Linked DNA regions of Mus musculus: all the other regions are linked to region 1. A link is a contact called in public HiChIP or PLAC-seq and promoter capture Hi-C data. All regions are on one chromosome and are shown on one strand. The core of a region is the stretch at or near the end of the contact, and the rest is flanking DNA. Distances in the headings are between cores, read along the strand shown. Region 1 holds the start of Clec2l (C-type lectin domain family 2, member L). Region 2 overlaps Tbxas1 (thromboxane A synthase 1, platelet). Region 3 overlaps Tbxas1 (thromboxane A synthase 1, platelet).

Evidence for each region. Promoter capture Hi-C pulls out the DNA fragments that hold promoters and counts their contacts. HiChIP or PLAC-seq counts read pairs in DNA pulled down with a chosen protein or histone mark.
Region 2: a promoter capture Hi-C map of hematopoietic stem and progenitor cells shows a contact between it and region 1, with 4 times the contacts expected there. The contact joins the enhancer-like site here to the promoter of Clec2l in region 1. A contact is called at or near these places in 9 of 39 promoter capture datasets (cranial neural crest, embryonic stem cells, hematopoietic stem and progenitor cells and 4 more), 1 of 15 datasets of contacts at CTCF or cohesin (embryonic stem cells), 2 of 115 datasets of contacts at active chromatin or transcription factors (acute myeloid leukemia and stem cell-derived neural progenitor cells) and 3 of 9 other capture datasets (adipose tissue, embryonic stem cells and liver).
Region 3: a contact with region 1 is called in an H3K27ac HiChIP or PLAC-seq map of acute myeloid leukemia, with 6 times the contacts expected there. The contact joins the enhancer-like site here to the promoter of Clec2l in region 1. A contact is called at or near these places in 20 of 39 promoter capture datasets (the 3T3-L1 cell line, 3T3-L1-derived adipocytes, the C10 cell line and 12 more), 3 of 15 datasets of contacts at CTCF or cohesin (the G1E-ER4 cell line, embryonic stem cells and large pre-B cells), 13 of 484 Hi-C or Micro-C datasets (the Ba/F3 cell line, bone marrow-derived macrophages, embryonic stem cells and 1 more), 4 of 115 datasets of contacts at active chromatin or transcription factors (acute myeloid leukemia, embryonic stem cells and stem cell-derived neural progenitor cells) and 3 of 9 other capture datasets (adipose tissue, liver and pancreatic islet).

What each region holds. Positions count from the first base shown.
Region 1 is chr6:38,661,486-38,664,340 of GRCm38.p6, forward strand. Clec2l (C-type lectin domain family 2, member L) reads left to right here and starts at 1,584. Exons shown (of 5, transcript NM_001101507.1): 1 at 1,584-1,931. The coding sequence starts at 1,751. RefSeq lists an enhancer at 2,516-2,855.
Region 2 is chr6:38,972,502-38,975,481 of GRCm38.p6, forward strand. All of the region lies in intron 3 of Tbxas1 (thromboxane A synthase 1, platelet), which reads left to right. Among named protein-coding and RNA genes, the nearest start is that of Gm52859, 8.0 kb to the left of the region's middle. Within about 2 kb of position 1,545, at least 80 of the 459 cell types and tissues checked have an H3K27ac peak or open chromatin away from gene starts, as enhancers often do. A contact at or near this core is called in acute myeloid leukemia, adipose tissue, hematopoietic stem and progenitor cells and 1 more, where this site is marked.
Region 3 is chr6:39,016,742-39,019,525 of GRCm38.p6, forward strand. It overlaps Tbxas1 (thromboxane A synthase 1, platelet), which reads left to right. Exons shown (of 13, transcript NM_011539.3): 6 at 1,151-1,239. Among named protein-coding and RNA genes, the nearest start is that of Gm23010, 4.5 kb to the left of the region's middle. Within about 2 kb of position 1,425, at least 11 of the 459 cell types and tissues checked have an H3K27ac peak or open chromatin away from gene starts, as enhancers often do. A contact at or near this core is called in acute myeloid leukemia, where this site is marked.

The DNA of each region.
Region 1 (2,855 bases), core at 334-2,833:
CACAACCTATAGAAGAAAGAGTTTATAGGGATCTTACAATTCCAGGGAGTTAGAATCCAGGGCCATCACAGCAAAAAGCATGGCAGTAGCCAGGCGGGTCTGGTGCTAGAGTAGTAGCTGAGAGCTCACATCACATCCACAAGCAAACACACACACACACACACACACACACACACACACACACATGGGGTGTGGGAGCACGCACTGAGAATTACCCACACTGGAGGCTGAGACTATGGTAGATTCCTAGAGGTCAGAGAAGAGGTTAGGAAAGGTCACAGAGGGCATCTGACCTACAAGATGCCTCACATCTCCATGACAACCACAAATCTGCCACGGCTGCTTCAGGAACTCCCTTGGCCCTTTTGATTGGTTATTTCTTGAGACAGGACCTCGCTATACATTTCAGTTTGGCCTCAGTCTATGTAGCCCACCCAGGCAGACCTCGAACTCTCAATTCTTCTGCTTTGTGTCCCAAGCAGTTGGATGACTGGCTTGGGCTCCCAGGCCCATCTGTGCCCTAGGCTTCCTGAAGTCCATTCTCAGCTGGCTGGGACATGTGACAAGTTCCTGCAGCTTAGCTAGGCTGTGATGACACATGAGTGTCATCCGGCACTTGGGAGGAAGAGGCAGGGGGACAGTTGCTGGAGGCTAGCCTGGTCTACTGCGAGCCCCAGGCCAGCCAGAGTTATAAGTGAGATTCAGTCTCAAAACTCTCAGAAGAGAGGCAGAGGGAATGACTCCGTAGGCAAAGTGCTTGTGGCACAGGCCTAAGGACTAAGTTCAGATCCCCAGTGCTCAAGTAAAAAGTTGCATTGGTGTTGAGCAGCTAACCCAGCAGTGGGAAGTGGGAGGTGGGGTGGGGAGACAGACCTATCCGTAAAGCAGGTTGACCAGCTCACTTTAGTTGAATTGGTGGGCCCCAAGTTGAATGAGGGAACCTGGCTCAAGAAAAAAAAAAAAAAAGATGGTATCAAGTGTGGAGGTGTATGACTTTAATCTCAGCACTTGAGGGGAAGAGGCAGGCTAGAGTCAGAGGCCATCCAGGTCTATATAGCAAGTTCTAGGGCTGCATAGTGATATCCTATATTTAAAAATAAAAAGAAAAGTGGAGAGTGAATATACCCAATGAAGACCTCCGGCTTCTATGTGCAAACGTTAACAGTCACACAGAGACAAAATGTGGAGAAAAGTCCCTGAACCGCAATAGATGGTCAGTATGGCTCTCTGGTTGCAGTGCTGCTTGGCCCTGTCCCCTTGGACCATGGCAGCGCTGAGTCGGGGATGCGGTGGGGGTGGGGGTGACAAGTCCCAGCCCCCATCCTTGTTCTCTGCCTCCAAGGCACCCCAGGAGCAGCCTTCCCAGGTCCTTGTCTTGGGAAACTCCCCCCACTTTAGAAGATGCCCAGCAGCTGACTCTGGAGGAGGAGCACCTTGGCTCACAGCTGCGAGGGAGCCGGTGGCGGGGCCAGTGGCCTGGGCTGTCTTTCCTCCCCGCAACCCCGCCCCGCGGTCGCGGCTCCCTCGCAGCCCGGGCTCCTCCCCCGCGCGGGGCTCGGCGCGCAGGCTGCGGCGCGCACGGCGGGGACCTGAGCGTCTCCGGCGCGGGAGCCGGGCTCAGCCCCGGCTTGCGGACGTCGCGGTCCCGGAGTACCGAGCCGGCCTGGGCGGCCCGCGGGGCGCGCGCAGCGCGGAGTGCGCGTGGGGCCGGGCTCTGCTGCCCGGTGCAGGAGCGCGCGCGCGTCGCGGCATGGAGCCGGCCCGGGAGCCCCCCGCGCGCGCCCGCCCGCCGCCCCCCGCAGCTCGTCCCGCGCCCGCTGCGCCCAGGCCGCGCTCTCCAGCGGAGGCAGAGGCCCGTGGCCCAGAGGGGCTGCTGAGGCGATCCGGGTCAGGCTACGAGGGCAGCACCAGCTGGAAGGCGGCCTTGGAGGGTAAGCGCTCAGCCTTCCATCCCCGGTCCCTGAGTCAAGACCCAGGAAATGGCCAGTCACCTTGACAGCTCGCAGAGGAATGGATCAGGGGGATTCGTTAGTATCAGGGGAGGCAGATGTCACTATGGGAGGGGAAAGGGGTCCCTGGGGACCACCTCAGGTCATTGTTTTGACAAATCTTTGCTGCCAAATCCCTCTTTGACCTTGGAGCAAGCTTTATGCTCCAAACCTTAGTTGGGTCCGAAAGTGAAGCACCTTCGTGGCAGCCTGAATCTCTAGTAGAGAAAACATTTAGTGCCTCATAAAAGCAAAAGCTTTGATTCCCTGCACCTTGGGGGCGCCCTGCTAGTGATGGGGTTGATGGAGAGGAAACCCCAGAGGACTTTCCTAACCATTCTGGGATGCCACCAATTCCTTCTTGTTATACTGGCTCAGGGAGTGACCTCAGGCTATCTAGAAGACACTGAGCGAAGAGACTTCATTCAGTTCACAAACTGTTTTAGGAAACTTGGGTTGGCGTCCAGTGAGTGGTGAGTGTTGCTCGGGAGATGCAGGAGTTGGACACAGGGAGGGTCAGCTTCCAGGTACTTCTCACGCTTCTACCTAGTAGGAACTGGATAGCGTTAACTAGGGGCTGAGTCAGAGGAGGGCATCTCAGAGTAGGACATCTTTTGGGGGTGTGGAACAGACAGGAGAGGGTGCACTAGGTCAAGGAATGACGACAGGAGGTGGCTGGAATTAGCCAGTTCCTTGTGGATAACTGAACCCTAGGGTGCTGGGTGCTGATGAGGGCATGAGAAAAGAGGGATGGAGGGGGAGAGAGAATATGAGCAAGAGATCTGAGAGACCACCCAGGCCAGGCTACAGAAGTTTGTTGTTGTTTTGTTTGTTTGAAGGTGCTGCCGAGGGGTTAAGTCAGCAGAT
Region 2 (2,980 bases), core at 295-2,794, 310 kb after region 1:
GAGGAAGACAGGAGCTGTCAGGGTCCTCTCCAGACAGGACAAAATGGTCAGACACATCTACTGTCAGTGGATGCTGGCTTTCAGGTGTCAATGCTTCCTATAGCTGAAGGAATAGCACTAGCTGTCTCTGCAGTAGATGGCAGACCATTCCCTGAGGAGACCTCTGGGAAACCCATCTCAGGATCTCCACAGCATGGAAACTGGTTGAGATGATATTTTGGCAGAAGCCTTGGCTTGAGGTCAAAGGTGGTTTGAGGATTCTATGCATCCAACTCCCCACAGTGACACTTTGTCCCTCTCGATCTAAGACTGTATGCTAGCCCCAGAGAGGAGTTACACAAGCTAGGAAGACAGTCAGGGGGTCAGTAGAAAGGGTGTCCCTTTAACTGACAACTATGTTGTTAGAACATGAGTCTTATTGTTGGACCTAGCAACTCAGAGAACAAGAGTGGTAAGTAATTCTTTTGGCTCACCAGATGCTGTAAAGGAATCCATGAACTTTGGTAGGAAAACAGAAGGGCTCTGGTTAAAGGCCAAGGAACTGGCACTTGTTTCAAATAATGGAAACCCATCAGAGCTTACAGAGAGTGCAGTGACATACTCACCTTCTGTCCCCTGAAGGTAGGTTTGGCCTTCGTGGGAATTGGCCTTGTAGAAACAGATGCCCACCCCCACCCAACCACCCACCACCCTGCTGAGAGCCACTGCAAGTAAAAGCAGCAAAGCTCAAATACAGTTGGCATGAGGGTTAGAAAGTGATTCCAGTACCTTCCACTTGTAATATGGAAATTATAGCTTCTCTCTAGCACTGAGGGGCTGCCATACCAAGAGGAGCAGCTAGCCCAGGGGCCATTAACCCAGGGGAAGCTGCTAACCCAGGGTAGCTGTGAGTCCAGGAGTCGCTGCTTAAGCCAAATGTCCAAGAGCAGCTAACTCTCATTAACTTTCTCTGGACTTCTTGGAATTTGTGAGTCGCATTCATTGCCAGAGCACACGGCCACCTTTTCCCGTGGGGCTTCCTGATATTTCTGTATCTGGCCAAGGTGAGGTGGAGGCCCTGACAGCGACTGCCGTGTAGCATCTTTTACTGCTAGGAAGTAAGGCGGCTGTTGCCAAGGCATGGATTTGTTAGATACCTGGTGTCTAGTGGTGCATGGCAGGTCCTGTCAATCATGCACATGTTCAGATCCCTTCTGCTGATGTGGGGGTGTCAGGCCTTTATCGGGAACCTGCTCATCCCCTCATGGGCACCCATAAGTTCATTTCTCATAGTCAGGGGCCATCACCGTTCACTGTCCACACTAATAGCAGCTTCATTGCTGACCAACTTCCTGCTGACCTTCACCATGACCTCAAAGTAGACATGATTTGTTCAAGGTAGCAGAGCTATTAATTACAAACAAGGCCTGGATCTGAGTCCCCAAGGCTCCAGTGCCCAAAGACACAGCACTGTCACCTCAGCCCTGACCCCTGACAGCCTCAGTAGGCCAACCCAGCAACACCCCACTTCCTACTTCTTCCAAAAAGTCACGAACACACTTCAAAATCCTGAGACATTAAAGAAACAACGACTGAGAAAAGGGGAAGTGGCCACAATTCTCTGCTTCAGATACACACCCAGTATATTTTTCTCCAGACTTGCAAGAATTTGTCAGCTGGGTGCCTGGCAGAGTATGTGCTCAATAAACACTTCTTGAATGTACTAATTAATGCTGGAGTTGACTGTTATTTATTAACAGGCCCACAGTGCTATTTTTACAAGGCACACTTCCATCTAGTTGTGGAGCCTGGGCCTTTCCATATGACTTTGAGTGACATGTCCCCACTGCTATCCCGTGAACAGCCCCATAGTTTGGTCACCTCTACCAGAGGTAGGCCTTCTGGAACAAGGCCAGGCAGCCCCCAGGCTAATGCTAACAGTCTTGCTTGTCATGATTCCCAGAAAGAAGGCACCAGTGCTATTTTGGTTAGACTGGTCAGTGGTGGTTTTGTGTGTGTGTGTGTGTTTTAAGAGAAAAATAAAAGAAAACCACCAATTAAGCAAGTCAAATAAGTGTTATTTTTAACTGCACAATACTTCATTGGTTCGCCTACATTTTCTCTTCAACCAGGTGCTTTGGGGTTGAATAAGCACATTATTATGTGCATAAATAAATATAAATGAATAATTGGTTATGAATTTCTTGCCCCTATAGTAGTCAACGTGCAACTTGGATTAGCGGGGAGTGAGCCCTCACCTCCTTCATTAGGCTGGAAAGGAGTTTCTGGTCCATTAAGCAAGAATCTGTTCTCCAACTGCACCTTTAAAAGACACAGTTAGCTGAGGGGGGGGAACGATACAGACAATATGGCTGGAATCTGCCTGGCCCCTTTGCACACCTGCTTGCTCTGGATTTCACAGACCAGGCTAGTCTGGGGAGAAAGGGAAGGTTGGCCATCTTGGAGAGACGGACACCTCTGAGGCAGGGTCAGACGGTCCTTGTCTTGGGCAAGTCTTAGTTTCCTGTTCTAGAAGTGAGTAGGATGGCTTCCTCTTCCATTTTCTTCAAAACTTAATGTGGTGGTGGAACTAGTGTAGGAGGCTCAGAGCCAGGCAGGAAGCAAGCACCAGTGCTAATGACTGTGACCACAAAGGTTCTGAGGAAGACCCACAACCTAGCCACACATCACTGACCAGTTTCATGGTTTGGGACGTTTCTTTGCACCCTATTGGCTTCACTTTCAAGAATCGTATTTCCTTCTAAATTAATAGGATTGATAGGATTAAATCAATAGGGAATTATAATAATCACCTAGATTTTACTCCCAGGTTTCAGCTGCAACATAGTCTGAAGAGTTTGTGTCTAAAACTGTCCCCCACAACAGGTGACAGGTGAGCATGGCTCCCACCTGCTGAGCACACCACCTCAGGGAGCAGGAAACAGGGGGCAGGAAAATACATACCATTCATTCTGTTTCCTTTTGCTATCACCAAACACTT
Region 3 (2,784 bases), core at 175-2,674, 360 kb after region 1:
GGTTCAGCTTCAGCACCCACATGGTGGCTCACAACCACCTGTAACTACAGTTTCCAGGGGACCCGCTACGCTCTGACATCTACAGGACTAGGCTGGCACGTGGAACATACACATGAAGGCAAAACACTCATGTGCATAAAATCAAATAAATCTGAAAAAAAAATTTAATTTAAATACAGTTTTAAAGTTTCTTTCTAATAATAGTAATAATAATGAAAACCAAACATCAGGCACCATTTCAAAGTATTAGTCCCATAAATGCTCAGAAGAACCTACAGCAGTATTCTGCCTCAGATATGACACTGTTCTAGGATGTGTACTCAGTTGAAAGATCCCCCTTGACAGTTCCAGCCTGGCCCTTCAAATATATAGGAGAGAATGAAAGCCCTTAAAGAGTGCTACCCACCCAAGAGAACGTCTTGGACGTCAAAGGGACGGGCAGCCAAGCCTGCTGTCTAAATGTGCTGGAACCACGGAGGTGTGCACAGCGCTGCTCTCTAGATCTTTCTCTGGGCATTAGAAATTTTCCACAATAAAATATCTTCTTAATGTTAAGAATTCAACAATTCCTCGTGCAGGTCAAGAGTTACCCTGTCTTGGAAGGCGTAAGCAGCTGAAACACAGATGAAAACCCCTCTCTCAGAAATACCATTAAGATAACTTCTGCCTTAATTAAGAAGTTGGAACAGATGACCCTCAGTGCCTCCGGATACTCGAGTCTATGTTCTGGTGGGAGATCTGAAAACTTAATTGGAACAGGCATGCACGGACTTGGGCTAGTTCCAGGGCCAGGACATATAGAGTGTGGTCTACTTGCTTGCTAATGCTCACCACACGCCAGGAAGCCAAGCACCGATTTGAAGTTTTGTCTAAACACTTAGTGATAGCTTTCATAATTATTTCACCAGATCTACGTTTGGTCCTTTCTCCTTTGGTGCATCTACCCCAGAAAGCTCACTTGAGCTTAAGATAGGCATTTATGGACACTGTATTTTACAAATATTATGAATACTTTCTTAATCTTCGCCTCGTGAAAAGCACCTTTGAAATACAGTCTGTTTCCCTAGAAAGCACTGTGGATAACCTTGTCCATCATTGGCAGCCAATTTAGGCACGATGCCCTAATTATACCTCTGCTATCTATTATCAGATGACACCTCTCATCAGCCAAGCCTGTGAACTTCTCGTGGCTCACTTAAAACGCTATGCAGCATCCAGGGACGCATTCAACATCCAGAGGTAAGGCTGCTCCATTACAAGTGAGAAGTCACAATTCTGAGTGGATGATCCTTGCGACAGCACATAATGGCTGGACAATTACCTCGGGAGTTGCAAACCGGAAGCACCAGTCGGTCATAACGGTGTGGGTAGACTGACTAATGAGAAGAAACCCCACCTAAACCACGAAGCAAAGTAACTTGAGCCAGGGATGCCAGCCTAGTGAGGAAAATTCAAATGTGCGGTGGTTAGTGCCTGAGTAGACTTAGCCTCTGGTCTCCAAGGACATGATGGGCAAGATCTGCCAGGGCAGAAGGGACAGGGACTTTCAAGAAAGTACCTAAACTTTCACAAGAAAAATACCGAGGCCAGGCGTGGAGGTACACAGCTTTCATCCCAGCACTTGGGAGGCAGGGGCAGGTAGATCTCTGAGAGTTTGAAGGTCACTGGTCTACATAGGAAGTTCTAGACCAGAGCTGCACAATGAGGCCCTGCCTAAAAACAAAAAACAAAACAAAACAAAAACCCAAACAAACAAACAAACAAGTGAGCCATGAGGCTGAGGCTGAGCTTGGTTAGTAAAATGTGTGCTTGGCTTGAGCAAAGCCTTGGGATTGATCGATCACCAGCATCAGTACCACATGAAGCCAGGCATGGTAGTACACATCTATAGATCCATACTCTGGATATTGTTCACGTGGGGAATACAAGGCCTGCCTGGAACACCTGAGACTCTGTCTCAAAAAAGTTAAAAATTAAAAAAGATAATGTAAATAAGGTATATTATCTGACCCACTACAGAAACTAAGGCCAGAAGAACACAAGTTCAAGGCCTGCCTGGGCTACAGTGAGTTTAAGGCCATTCTGGGTGCTTTAGTGAAATTGTTTCTCAGAATAAAAAGTTAAGGGGCTGGAGAGATGGCTCAGCAGCTAAAAGTACTTTTTTGCTCTTCTAGAAGACCCGGGTTCAAGTCCCATCATCCATGTCAGGTGGCTCACATCTGTCTGTAACTTTGGTTTCAGGGTATCCGGCGCCCTCTTCTGGCCGCTGTGGGCACTGCAGGCATGTGGTGGTATATATATATATATATAAATATACTCAGGCAAGCACTTATACACATAAATAAACGACTAAATCTCTAAAAGTGAAAATGGTGATTGGCTGGGGAATATAGTTCGAAAGGATAAAGTGCTTCAGCATATACGAGACCCTAGATTCAAATCTCAGTTCAGCTTAATATATTAATAAATAAATAAGTAGTGATCGTTTGTGCCTAGCAGCCACAGCTCAGTGGTGGGCAGGAGAGTGGTGTTAGGTGTATATAGCTGGCAATTTAAGCAACTGACTGACTTTTCTCCTAGCAACCTTTAGATGCTCTAAGCTAAATCATGGCTGGCAGCAGACTGGGAACAGAATGACTGCAGATCAGCCACAGCTGACTCAGAATCATCACTGCCAACAGAACTAGAGGCTAGTCAATGGCAGCGTTTATGTTGTTCCCAGCTGTCAACAAACCTTCTCGCCCACACTCTCCCAGAGTGTAAGATAAGGTGGCCCCCTCTGCT